3 separate regions of the Rattus norvegicus genome follow, and regions 1 and 3 are each linked to region 2. Evidence: chromatin contacts called from public Hi-C data. All regions are on one chromosome and are shown on one strand. The core of a region is the stretch at or near the end of the contact, and the rest is flanking DNA. Distances in the headings are between cores, read along the strand shown.

Region 1 (4,749 bases), core at 1,750-4,249, 230 kb before region 2:
ATCTCATTCCCTCTTATGAAATGATCACCCTGGACATGCCTACTTCTCTAAGCTGCCCTGAAGACCAAATGGATAGGAAAGATTTTGAAAACCATAAAATACCAGGTAAGTGCAGGTCACTACTGTTTGTTATTACTTGGTCGAGAACCTTCCTAGTGACTTGGGAAAGCCGAAACCACTCAATATTGTCCGTGGAAAAACCAGCGTGGGATGCAGAGATGAGTTAGGGAATGTTATGGTATCATCCTTAGATTTTATGATTTCTATAGACTTTCTTGGACTTCTGGAACCTTACCCCCTCTTTCCTGGCTTCAGCTGAAGGGGAAACAGGAAGAGAAAGGTAGAAAAGAGGAAACAAAAACAACAGCCCTCCCTATTCTGGCACTAAACTTCTAGTTCCAAAAGCAGGTTTTATTTAGTGTGATGGCATTCTTCCCATCACAAAAGCAGCAGCCTGCCTACTTAGCCTCAAGGTGTTTTTGTTGTTGTTTTTGTTTTTTTTGGGGGGGGGTTGGTTGTTTTTTTCATTTAGAGGCGAGGTGACTGGTGGAGACCTCATCTGTGCTGGCCACAGCCTGTCCTTTCTCCCCCATGTCCCATTTCCTGCCCTTGCACCTCTGTATTTATACTGAGAAACAAAAGTGATTCCCAAATATTTATTACCTGTGGCTTTGGTGGGGAGGGAGAGTTGGGTTTTGGTGTGGGAACTAAACATTTTCTCTCTGCTTTATCAATAATGTCTCAGGGGTACTTGACATCTTGGGCTCTACCACTAAAAAGATCGAAAGCTTAGTGAGACTGGAGCCATTGCCCCAACAGCTCAGCCTGGTGGCATTTTTGAGAAAGCCAAGGAACTTCACAGAAGCTGATGAGGGAAGAGGAGTTAGCTTGGCATGCTGTGTGCTCCCTCATTGGGCAGACTTCCCTCTGAACTACTGTCCAGGTCTTTAGTTGATGTCTGAAAGGGAGCTGTTCTTCCTAATCATCTGGGAACACGTCTGATGCCACACAAAATGTTATTTACTAAGTAGATGCCTATATAAATCGGCTCCCTCCATGGTGGGTGACTGACGTATTTTGGGAATTGGTTTCTCCTTAAATAGTTGGCACTGAGGCATCTCTACGGGCTGTAGTGTATTTCCCAGCTTCTTCTGAATGAAGCCATGTCCTGTTAAGCTGGAATTATGCTCCTGGGACACAAAAGCAACTTTGAACACAGTGGATACTGTGTAAAAGCACCGGGGTAAGTGTGGGGACCCTCATTTCTAGTGCCAGCACTGTTCCTCTGGGTTTCAGTTTCCCTGTAAACAAAACATCTGGACAATAAAGGACAACAAGGCTCATTGCTACTTACTCACTGCACAGCCTAGAATGCAAGAATTCTTACCTTAGCATGGATGAGAGGGGAGGAGCTTTGGAATTAAAAAAACCCCAGTACACATAAGGTTATTTTTCTCTATAGCCATTTTTTATTGGGTTTCTCCAAGCCAGTTTTTATACAAAAGCCCTAGGCCATGGGTGACATTTGACTCAAGGATTCCACAGCCCATTTATCAATAGAAAGGGCAGAGCAATAGGAGCCTAGGGAACCAGATGCACAGAGGTGCCTAGCCCCCTTCCTGGCATCATTTATGAACTAGCTGCCAGTTGCCCTGTAGCACAACCCGAAAGAAGGCTGTAGTCCCAAGGGTCTCACATATATAACTGGGCAATCCAGATGTTTTCCTGTTGTGTCTGTCTGAAACCAAATAAAGACCAGGCTTCAGGGATTTCCTGAAAAGCATAAAACTTGGCAAAAGAAGTAAAAATTAGACTGGAGGGTCAATCTCTCTGGTAGCCATGAAACTTCTACAAATATAGGCCCAGTTCCTTAACCCTCAAACCACCACCACCCCATCTTTTGTTTCTTTAAAAGCATGGGTCTCTTTGTGTCTTTTGGGTGGCACAGTCTTTTCTAGGTAGCATTAGGGTGCCAGGGAGAGCATCCTAATAATTCACTGGATATTTTGTCTATAAGAATAAGAAAATGTAAAGTTGTGGCTACTCAAGGTAAAAGATTCAATTGTGTCCACAGACCAAAATGTATCAAGATAGCCATTTAGTGTTGAATACTAAGTATGCCCAAGTCAATGCTATGTCAGCCGGCTGATGGTACTCAGTTCTCTCCTTGTGTATAACCATAACTTCTTGCTAGCTCATAATCTGGGCACTGGAGATATTTGTCTTAAAGAACAAGACAAGATCAGGACATGTTTGGCCCATGTGAACTGCCAGACCACCGATACCACCACAGCCTCCACCATCAATCAACAGCATGGCGAGCTCTGCCTGTGGAGCTGGACACAATACAAATTTCGGGGGGACATCGACACACTAAACTCTTGGATATTGGGTTCACAGATAGAAATAATGTCCTTTGCCTTGCAAGCTATGTTGATGAAAGCGGTTAGTGCTGCACATCAGACTTGATACCTAGAGTGTCAGAGTCTGATCTTCAATCACTTCTTTCTCTCTGTTTCTTCACATGTAAAAACCACGTGACTGGACAAGATCTCAAGCAATCCCAGAAATCTGCAATATCCTGACAGCACCAGGCCTTGCGATGACCTAGCAAACATGGCAGCTGGCCAATGGGACTTAGGGAAGTCACTCTTTTGAAGGGTGGGCTAATTCATGGTTTGAAGGTGAACTTGTGGAGCTTCTGAAGTAACTGTCTCTAGGAAAGGTTCCCAATGCTCTTCTCAGCTCTTGGAGGATGCAGCAGCCTCCATAAGTGCCTGTCTTAATGTGGCAGCTTCCTCAACACTTTATAACCAACAGCATCTTATGTTAGCACATGTGCCATGTAATTAGATTTCCTTGTCATGGATGCTGAGCCCTTCAGTTTGAAAGAAGGCAGACACTTCACCAAGAGAGGAGAGCTTCTCAAATGCTGTGTGCCTGCTCCCTAGGGTTCATTTCAGCTAGGCAAGGAAAACACTGTCATTAAAATGGAGTCTTTGTCCTCTCAACAGCTGCTCCAGAGAACTGGAGCAAAGAGATTTTTAACTGGGCCACACAAAGCACAGATTCTAACCCTACTGACTTGGAGGGGGAGGGGGAGCTGATAATTACACTAGCTCTTTATAAAGATAATTTGCAAGAACAACACTTTACATTCCAACAATGGCTAGAGCTCACTGGGTAACATTTGACAGAACTGGAAACATTTCCCTTCCTAGGACCTCAGAGAGGATCACCAACACAGCTCAAATACTTTTTATTAGGAGAAGCCCTGACTGTAATTCTGCAGGCTGAATTCTAAGATTTCCTTTTCCTGCATTTAGGGATTGGGAGCGGTCATTTACTGAAGTCTTCATTTGCTCGTATGTAAGATTAGACTAAGAGGGCCGTAAATAGGAGTAGAGTGAGGAAAGAATGAGGAACTAAGAGCCACCTTACATATTAGAGGCCTACCCTACTTACTCTATTAATCTATGAGTACATGGAGAAGAGAGATTATGTTGAATACCTTTTATTGTTTTTACTTGGGGATATAACAAATGGAGTATTTTGAACCATCTAGTCCTGGTAAGCTGGGTTTTGTTTGTTTGTTTGTTTGTTTTGCTTGTTTGTTTGTTTGTTTTTTGTGGCCACTCTTTTGTTCATGAATAGCATTTAAATTTTTCAGTCTGGCCAATCAGTTCTTGTAATCTGGTTTCTGTAAATATAGTGTCATAGTAAGTTTGCAATATCACAAAAGACCTTAAATATCTTTGACACTAGTTGTCCAGTTTCCCATCCACCTGGGTTTTTTTTTTTAAGGTTACTCTTGCTTCTTTGTTTCCATATCATTTTTGTCATGTCTACCTCTTTCCTAAAACCTCAAGCAATCACTGATTACTCCTTTCCCTGGGCTTCTATAGGGTTTAGCACAGCCAGATTCACAGGGCAAGTTATGTACTGTCATTTCACCCACTGGACAGCCAATCTTTTGAGACAATCACCTACCATTTCAAGAATACTTTCTAGGAACATTGTCTAAATGTAGCATGATGGTTGAAAGCCTGGAGAGATCTTTCAGAAACCTTAATGCTGTCATTAGCATTTTTCTCTTCTGGCTGTAGACCTACTCATTGGCCTGAGTCTTGAAGAGACCCAGGCTCCCCATTCCTGCTCTAGTGGAGAAAGCTGTCTCATTGAAGCTATCACCTGATGCCACCAGGACCTCACCCAGACACAGAGAGCAGTGCTCTGCCCCCTATTCAGACTGCTGGCCTAAGCACAAAGGAAACTTGACACACCAAGTTTCTAGACTCAGTACAAAAGTTCAACTATTTCATTCTTCTGGGAAAATTGGTAAGCTTTGCCGAGTAGCCTAAAAGCAAGAAGATTCTTCTCAAATAAAATTCTAGGAGACTTTAAAGAAAGCCTCAATTATAAATCCAGGGTTGGCAATTGTAAAATGAGGCAATTAACTTGGAAAGTGAAGGGTTTTAAAGTGGATGTAGCCTGATGATCTACTCCAGTGAGAAAAGAAAATATAAACCAGAGAATCTACCCAGCTAATCAATGTAGAGCAGAAATGAAGTCCAGGCATTAGACTTGTCAGTCCACTTTAACTTCTACCACATATCACTTGGTAATTATCACTAAGACCCTAGTAGACTCGAGAGCAACCTGGGGAATGCAGACCTGTGCTCGATACATAGTCATTTGCAAGATGCTAAGGGGAACTTGTTTCCCATCCAGCATTACATTCTTAAGATG
Region 2 (4,555 bases), core at 489-2,988:
TATCCTGCCGCCTCCCCACCCCTTTCCCTACCCCCTCCCTTTCCCCAGTCCACTTCACCAAAGCCAAACCCGCCAGCCCAGGCAGCCGGCAGCAGGACCAAGGGAGGGTGTAGAAGGAGGGGGTGGGGAGGGGATCAGATTAGCCGAAACTCAATAAGCTCCCAGCCCTCCAAGCCCCATGCTACCACCATCACCGCCACCAACGGGCTACTCCAGTTAAGTCAGCACCACTGGCGACCCACCAGCCGGCGGAATCGCGCCCATCCCCGCGCAGCTTCGCGGGGACCTGCATCCCGCCCCCTTGGCCGGGTCCCCCCCACCCCTACTCCAGCCCAGTGCAAAGTCAAAGCCCCGGCAAGGCGACGTGAACTTTTGCATGCATGGCACACACCGCCCCCGGCCCCGGGCGCGCTGGGCCCGCGGCGCGGCGGGAGGCTAGGCGCCCCAGCTCCCGCGCCAAGGTCGCCGCGCTCGCTCACCCATGTCCCGGCGGCTCCGGCTCCGCTGGCCCGGGCGCTCGCTCAGATTCCGCCTCCGGTCGCTCGTCCGAGCCCCCAAAGGTGCTGCTGCGGCAACTCCATAGCGACGAGCATCTGTCAAACGGCGACGCGCGGGGCGGGCCGCCCTCGCTCGGGGGGCGCCGGGGCCCCCGGGCGCGCAGGCGGCGGCGAGCGCCCCGGCCAGCCCCGCGCTTCCCGCCTGCCGCGGCCGCCTCCGCCGCGCCACCGATTTACGGAGAGAGATATCAAGGGGGAAAATGGCGTCTCCGGAGCCCGAGGAGTCCTGGAGTAATCACATTCACACACACGCCCGCCCGCACGCACACACACTCGCACACACTCGCACACAGGCGCGCGGCGAGCCCGGCTAATTTTAGCAGGAACCAAATATAATATACATATATGTACATATACATAAATATGCATATGTACATATATATTATTTAGATTTCCCCATCTCTCCGTTCAATGCTATTTTTTCCCTTTTCTCCAAAGGATGGATTGGAGGGTTACAAAATGTTGCCCGGCTGGGCTCGCAGGAGGCGGCGCGCCGAGGGCTGGGGCGCTTTTGCTGAGCTGTGCAGTTCGGTTCCCGGCGCCCGCCGGCCCTGCCGCCGCTGGTCCGCCCGCGGTCGCTACTGCCGCCGCCGCCGCCGCCGCCGCCGCTCTATGGCCGCGCCCGCCCCGCGCCCCCTCCGCGTCCCCTCGCCGCCCGCCCGCGTCCCCGGCGAGCGCTGGAGTGGGGTCGGGCCCGTGTGCCTGCCTCCCGCGCCCTCTCCGGAGTCCCGGAGTCCTACTGAAAGGAAGGGGGAGGGCGTGCGCGGGGGAGGGGGAGGATTGAAGCGGCCGCGCGGCGGAGCCGACGGGGACTGCCACCCCGCGATCTCTCTCGGAGGGGGCGCGAGAGCCCACACTGCTCGCCCCGCGAGCCCGGGCCGCTCCCCAGCCGGAGCCCAAGGAGGCGCAGCCAGTGAGCGGCCGACGACCTCTCTGTCCCTCCACCGCCCCCCTGGGTAGATTTCGGTCAATTGAAGGGATCTGGGTTCTTGCCGGAGGGGAAAGGAAAACAGTTCGGGGACGCGGATCGGGGACCCCTCGCCGCTCCGGAGCCCCTCCCGCTCCCCAGTGCCCTCGCGGCCCAGTAGCTCCAGCGAGTCGGAGTCTGCCGCGGAGACTGTGCGGCCGCGGGGACCGCCGCGGGCTGGGCGCCGGTTCCCGGGCTCAACACTGCCACTATCTGACACAACAGGAGCAGTGTTGGGGGGAGCTAGCTGCGTGAAGAGACGCGAGACGTGATAGGCTCTCCTAAATGGGTGCTCTTTTTTTTTTTTTTTTTAAACCTGGTAATTACATTTCACTTCCAGAGATTTATATTTTTTGTTAAGCTACTTGTTTGCATTCAGACGTTCACCAGCATCTCTCATTATTCAGTAGAACCGGACCCTTGATGAAGGCAAGGACCAGACAGGGATGACAAATGCACATTGACATACAGGGTGGCAGAAGTGAACAACATGAGAGCAACGTCTTCCTTTCTGACAAAATAAAATAAAATAAAATAAAATACGGCGCTGTTTCAAATCCCTCTGAGAATCTGTATTTGGGTTACAAGGGTCTTTCCAGGACAACTGAGCAATGAAACCCCTCAGGTTTCTATCGATGCCCTGTGACAAAATGAGGTGAATGTGATGGTTTTGGGGGGCACCTACAATGGATCTCTTTTAAACCTCCAGTAAAATGGGAGTTTTGAGAGGGTTCCTGGATCTCATGTTTTCTAAGAGTTTGGGGTCGTTTGGACTGACGAATGGAATGACCCAGAGGTGAGCAAGAGGGCTTCCTTTCACCAAGCCTACCAGCTACTACGGTCCTGCGTTAGTTGATAGTATGAATGCTACCACAGAACTACGCTCAGGCTACCCTTTTACCTGGAGTTTCCAAAGTGAATCAAATTGGTTTCACCGTGGTCTACTTCTCAGAGAACGGCTCTGTTTGGACACGAACTTTTCCCAAAGCTGTCACTGAAAGACTTCAGGGTAGCATTTCAACAGGTCTTTTATCTTCGTTCATATTGGGACGTTATTATTAATTATTTTTTTATAATCTTTAATTATAAAAAAAAAAGAGTAGGGTGGATAGACTGCTAAAGGAGACAGAAACCAAGGCACAGAAGCAAGGTCAAAACCAAACGTACTTTGGATCAAATGGCCGTGAGCTTGTGCTCCCAGACTTCTGAATCCTAGACCTAAACAGAACAGAATCTAAGTCAGTAGTAGCATCCAGTAGGTTTCCCGTCCCTTCTCAAAGGAGAAGGCCACTCAGAAATAGGAATGGCTTTCCCACCCTATATGGCTGGCAGATGTCATAATCAGAAGGGGGAGGGGAGCACGCTTCCTGGTTTGTGTACAGGGTCTTCTTTTCCATCCCGTGACTCCTCGCTTTGAAAGCAAATAGAAGAAACCTGTTCCTTCTTCCAAAATCCACTACAATAGCTCGTTAAGTATAAATGAGTGCAGAGATGGTGTTCACCTGGGAGAATACCTAGTGGACTTCCGTCAGCACAATGTTGAGGAAACGGTAGACTAGCCCAAGCCGTAGAATTAAAGTCACGAATGGACCCTATGTCCCTTGTCTTCTCACTGAGGGTTTCTTAAAAGCCTGTCTTTAGTTATGAGAAGAGAAAGAAGGGAAGAAGGCAAGAAGGGACATTCTTCCTTTGTCTTATCTATGTAGAGAAACTTTCACAGTCTCTTCACACGTTTTAATTTATGCTGGTGTATCACCTTATGAAAATAATGCTATGCAAATGGAATAATGGAGGAGTCATTGAAACCGAACCACTTTCCTGGGTTGTCGAGCTCTTGTTCTCATAGAACTTTCCCCAAATACTAGCTGAATGTCCTGACACCTCCCCTCATCTACTTCCGTAATAGGTCACCTTTGGATGGCCTCCGCACTAAAGCCTAGGGGAGCAAGTCTCAGGCCGACGGAGCAGTCAACGGGCAAACAGTGATGTGCAGGATTGAGAGAGGGTGATCGAGCAGCAGATGAGAACGCACAAGGCATGTGCCTTTTACACTTACACATCTTAATTTTCAGCATCGTGTGGTCAATAAGCTACTGTGTAGTGTAGAGGAGGCGCTGAAACCATGGATGCAGCTAGAGGTGCAGGCGGGCCACAGCACCAACCCTCTCATAGACTGCACAGCTGAGAGGGAACCATTGGCTCATTAATTCCTCTGCACAACTCAGTACAGGCAGACCAGAGATGAGATCCTTACAGGGCGTACAGTACACAGATGCAGAAGAGACGAGCAGGGGTCATGTCTCTTTAACACTGCTGCAAACTTACTGTTTTTGTGCATTTAACATACATATTTCTTCTCTTCTGTTGAACACCTCTCTCTCTCTCTCTCTCTCTCTCTCTCTCTCTTTCTCTCTCTCTCTCATGTATCTTCTCAACAAAATGTAAAATTCATGAGGACTGAGTTTTACCTTGCATGGACCTTGTTAGAAAACGTAAGTGAGGCTCTCTCTCCCTCTGACACCACCATGTAGTCACCTGGGCTGTTGTTTATGCTCTGGGCACCTGGGTACTCATCCTAGAAAACAGTCACACTGAGGTAGCCCTTACCCAAGAGTCTATGTGGGAATGATGCAAGGACATATGGGATGATCGCATCCCACAGCACTTGGGAACTTATTTCATATGTGTAAATTTGAAATCTAGTTCAAAATTGAAAGAACAGCTCCCACCGTCTTCACAGGTAGGAAGGAATAAGGCTACTCCGTCTGTTCCTCCTTTGGTTGAGCTCACACAGTATAATGCAGTGCTCAGAATCAATTGCTACCCTTCCCAGGTCCAAATACAAGAGTTATTCTTATCGTCAGCAAGGTGAGCCAGCATGCTTTTATGGAATACTTCTGATTTTAGAGAGAATTAGTTGGTAGACTCTTGTGACTTGGGATCCACCTTGATTTTCTCCATCTTGAAGGGGTTCAGCTTCAAATGCTCTCAGCATTAACACTTTCCCATGCCACGTGACATGTCTCCGTAC
Region 3 (4,618 bases), core at 1,361-3,860, 170 kb before region 2:
CACTGGGTAAGCCAATCCTAAGTCACAGAAACTTACCTGGAAGGCTATCTTCTTAGTAAGTTCTGTCCCTTTAATGTACTGGATGCAAAATAGCAAGCATGCTTGATAATCAAGTCACAAAGTTTATTGTCCTATTTCAAGGTATTAAAGTGTCTTTGTTATAACAAGAACGGTAGAATATGAGGTTGATTAAAATAGCTCTACTTTATAGACCTATAAAGATTCCTACAGTGGCGTCTTTTAATGACTCAGCACATGAAAAACATGAAGAACTGGGAACCATCCCACTTATTTGACAATGAAAGTATGTATCAAAATAAAAAAAAACAAATAAAAAACCATAAAATAGCAGTGACAGCAGCAACAACAACAACAGAAACCAACTCTTAGTTGCTTGCCCTGAACAGAACTCTGGTTTCAAAGTGTGCACAGAGTGGAAGGTCTAGGTCACAGCCCTCCCCACAGTGCAGGAATCCCCTTCTCTAAGCTCTCTGACAGACAGAGACCCAGCTTGAGTACTTCCTCTAAGTGTTGCTACTGGCATAGTAATCATCTTTAAAAGTTCCACCTTTATTCAGGTGAAATCCCCGCCCCCACCACTTAGTTCCAAGGAACAGGAGCCTTAGTTCCAGTCACCCTTTATGGGCCTATTGTCTTCCTGTGAAGTGGGATGTGAACCCCATTTTACCTAAGAAACAGAGAGGCTGAGGGCTGAGATAGCCATTCTTGGCCTCAGGATTGGGTTCAGAAATTCCCCGCAACCCCCAGGAGATTCCACTCCTCTCCTCTAACCCTGCTCTGAAGTCCTGCCTACAACTGTTCATCATTATTGTCTGGTCCTCCCAAAGGTGTCCAGCCATAGATGCCATCTCTGTATAGCCCAGGCAGAATTTTCTAGGTTTCTTCAATTGTTGCTCCATGCTTCAAAGCGTCCTTAGATCACAGAAGCTTTCTTTAAAATGTGACTCCCCAAACTGAGCAGAGTACCAGTGAGAAAAAACAAGTACTCCTAACAGTTACATGTTAAAAAAGTATACAAAAATTGGTTCTTGGTGCCGACCAGTGACTCATTGCTAGGAGCATTTGCAAGTGAAGATGTGTGAACAGAAGAGTATATTGTGGGACCCTCTGTGACACACTACAGCTTCCATTGTGCAATCCTTTCTATATTTTGCTTGATTTTCGTTTGTTTTACTTTATTTTGTGTGGGAGGTTGCAAGGGTGGAGGGCAGATACACTGGGACAGGGAAATGAGTGGGACTGCCTGATGTGCAGGATGTAAAATTCACAAAGAATCAATAGGAATTTGGGGGAAAAAGTATTGGTTCTTGGCATTGGGATGAGAGTGGGCAGCACAGATATGAGACATTTATCTATTTCCACAGTGGAAGTGCTTCCAGTTACAACTACCAATCTGAAGTCACCCATTGTAGAGAAGGGAAGAGATGTACCCAACTGACTCTTGCCATTGGCCCAGGGATGGCTTCACTACAGTACTGTCATGGTCAGTATCTGATGTGCCTATGATCCATTCAACTCCAGCCACTTAGAGGGAGACTGCACTGTGCCATAGCAACACATGAGGTGATCACTGTTCAGCTTTGTGGCCTCCCCATCCCCACCTGCATTCGAAACTCACAATCCTCTAAATTCTGATACTGGGAGTGGCGGGGGGGGGGGTCTGTGGCCAATAAAGAGGGTCTAAGTCACAGTTCTGCTGTGGTTTTCAGTGGTGAGCATAGCATAAAACTAACTTACCTCTGGGCTCAGGGGAAGGTAGGCAGGAAGAAACTAGTAATAGTGGTCCTTCTGCAGAAGCTCTCATTAGAAACTTAGTGGGGAATTCCCCACTGATCTCTAAACTCTTTAAACACGAATTACCCCAAGGTCAAATTTATTAGTAGATCTACCAGGCCAATAGAACTCTGAGCTTTGCTGCCGAATCCCTCTCATCTCTGGTGCCTCCCTTAAGTCTTGTGATTCAGCCAAGGCAGCTGCTTATATCCCAACCAAACCCCGCGTGGTTCACTGTGCATACAAAAATAGACACATGAGGCACTCGGTACTGTCATGGGCCTATCATTAGAACCTAGATGCACTCAGGTTATTCTCCAGTGAGGAGAAAGGGAAGACAGTAGATGGCAAATATGTGGCCTAAGCCACTAGGAGTACCTAAAGGACTCTTCCTTCTCAGAAATGGTTTTTACCTGTCTGAGAGTCAGCGTGCCTATTTCTTCAAGAGGATGCTAAAATACTGGCTCTCACAGGACTGGGAGATGAAGTAAAATAGTAGGGGATAATGAATGTGCCCTGTACTCACTACCCTGGTGTCCTCATTAGGGACACTTATCTTTTTGGTCTCTATTAAACAAAATGCCAAATGGCTGCAAAGAAGCAAGGTCATGGGTAGGAAGGAGTCACCAATCTCTGTGTGTGAATTTCTCTGCTCTGAACACGGCTTTAAGATCTATCTCTGCCAATCAGCCATTGTGAAATCAAGAAAGCTTGTCTCATGGAAACATGGAAGGAGTGGTTGGGGGGAAGACTGGCCAACTTTCAAAGATCATCATGCTCTTGAGCCAGAAGCGCACATAGAATTTAGTAGAGAGTACCAGAGCCTCTTAGTCAGAGCCCAGGCATTTTGCCTCAGTCCCAGCTATGTCTCTCAGCAGTGTGTGTCATTTGGAGGAGTCCCTAGAGAAAGATGGATAGGATCTTGGAGAAACTGATAGTTATGACCTCCTGGCTTATATTTCTACATCATATTGTTGAGTGGGATTGAAGCAAAGCAACTCTATTCAGCTGCTGTCCTGTTTAATCCAAACTTAATCTAAAGTGAGTAGCATGGATGCCTCAGTCCTAAGGTGGTTGTGTGCATGATCCAAGCCCATGCCTCCAAGAATAGCCTACACCTAGGGAGACCTAGAAGCTCATGAACCAGACATGAGACAGGCAGCCAACCACAGCTGGAAGGAGAGTTGGCCCTCTGAGCAGATTTCCAGAACAAGTCTTGTATCCTGTATGTGAAAATTCATATTCTGAGAGAGGAGGACCCTTGGGAAAATCGTGAAATTTCTTTTCTTCATTGACTGACATTCTCAGTCCAGGGAGGAGCTGGCAGCTGGAGGGACTGACTGAGTGCAAACTAGATTCATTCAGTGTTAGAAGCATCAAAGGGTCCTAGACATGTCTTACAGACAAGGATATTTAGATTCAGAAAAGAAGAACATCATATGATGACCATCACTTGTATGTGGACAAAGGAAAGGAAGGGAGGGAAATGAAGAAATATTAGTATGGGAGAGAGGCGAGGACAAAGGGAGCTACCTGAAATGAGAAACAGCTGTCAAGAGATTGACACTTTATAAACCCTTCCCTCATAGCTCTCCACTAGCTTTCTGAGTCACATCTCCCTCAAATAGCAAGACCCCACCCTCGATCTCATCCTGTGTTTATACATTTTGACAGAGTAGACTTTGATACCTCACTTCTCTCTGTCAATCTGATTATGGACATAATTATGGTCCCAACAAAGACATAACTCTCTCAAAAGCTTTGCCAGACTCTTCCTTCTCTGAATGTTTCTGCTGTTGTTTCTGTCCATTTAATTTGGCCCTCGGCATCCATACTTTTCTACCATCTCTAATGATATTAGAGTAAATCCATTAATTCATCCTGGGTGATGGCTATGATGGTCATGATACTATGATGATGATGATGGTGGTGGTGAGGAGATGACAAAGATAATGAAGCTTAGGAGTCTTTCACGAGCTAGCTGACCTATCTTACACTGCACGTCACTCTCTGTTCAGTCATGGTGACAAGAGTTCTCTAAAGGAAGGCAGAAGTTGCTTGAGTTTGCATCAGCTTTTGAGACCTAACGTGGCCTTCAATACAGCACATATGTAGCAAATGACTGCTGACTATAGAATGAAAACACAAAGATTTTGGAATGAAATTATACTGTGATTTGCTTTTGAGATGACCAGTGGTGCTGCACAGATGTGCTCATTTTTATCAAAACCTCTCACCCATTCTCAAAGGACCACAGAGGGGAACAGAACTGGAGAGTAGGGTAAATTGTCAAAAGGAAAAAAAAAATGCCAAGACACCTACTATAATGTTCTCAGGAGCACAGAAGAGGGAGGAACCTCACACCGTCTCCTGTTCCCAGAATGGCATGACAGTTTTTAATAGCGATTTACAGATACAGGAAGATTTCAGATCTCATCTGCGTGGCACCTCGCACCAATAATCGGTTGTGCTGAGGAACAGGAATCAACTCGAAGGATTTGGGAGTTTAGAAGTATTTGCAAGAGGACCTGCTGTGGACGAGCTAGTCTTTCTCAGGTCAAATGGTATTGGAAGGTAATGCCAAGTTCTCATTACTTAACCAAGTAGGCTAAAGTAATCATGGACTTTGTAAAAGCTCTCACAAGTACCAGTCCTATGCCGGAGTCTCAAGTGTGGTTTACAACAATCTCTCAGAGTCAGGATGGCGAGATGCTATTGAAGAGAAAGAATCTGGGCTGAGGGGGAACTTGCTGGACACTCTGTAGAGTGAGTAACGGCATCATGCTCCTCTGCTCTGATGCTGTGTGCTCTTCCCTGGGACCTT

The links. Hi-C and Micro-C count contacts between places; a contact is called where the count stands out from the background.
Region 1: a contact with region 2 is called in a Hi-C map of Schwann cells, with 8 times the contacts expected there. The contact joins the enhancer-like site here to the promoter of Setbp1 in region 2. A contact is called at or near these places in 2 of 12 Hi-C or Micro-C datasets (Schwann cells and mammary epithelial cells) and 1 of 1 datasets of contacts at active chromatin or transcription factors (oligodendrocytes).
Region 3: a Hi-C map of psoas muscle shows a contact between it and region 2, with 2.4 times the contacts expected there. The contact joins the enhancer-like site here to the promoter of Setbp1 in region 2. A contact is called at or near these places in 3 of 12 Hi-C or Micro-C datasets (frontal cortex, liver and psoas muscle).

What each region holds. Positions count from the first base shown.
Region 1 is chr18:74,594,647-74,599,395 of GRCr8, forward strand. All of the region lies in intron 3 of Setbp1 (SET binding protein 1), which reads right to left. Among named protein-coding and RNA genes, the nearest start is that of Setbp1, 230 kb to the right of the region's middle. Within about 2 kb of position 3,000, at least 36 of the 93 cell types and tissues checked have an H3K27ac peak or open chromatin away from gene starts, as enhancers often do. A contact at or near this core is called in Schwann cells, where this site is marked.
Region 2 is chr18:74,825,717-74,830,271 of GRCr8, forward strand. Setbp1 (SET binding protein 1) reads right to left here and starts at 1,739. Exons shown (of 6, transcript NM_001427626.1): 1 at 480-1,739. It overlaps LOC120098177 (serine/arginine repetitive matrix protein 5-like), which reads left to right. Exons shown (of 5, transcript XM_039097295.1): 5 at 49-792. The coding sequence ends at 792.
Region 3 is chr18:74,650,256-74,654,873 of GRCr8, forward strand. The region is part of intron 2 of Setbp1 (SET binding protein 1); the gene reads right to left. Among named protein-coding and RNA genes, the nearest start is that of Setbp1, 170 kb to the right of the region's middle. Within about 2 kb of position 2,611, at least 16 of the 93 cell types and tissues checked have an H3K27ac peak or open chromatin away from gene starts, as enhancers often do.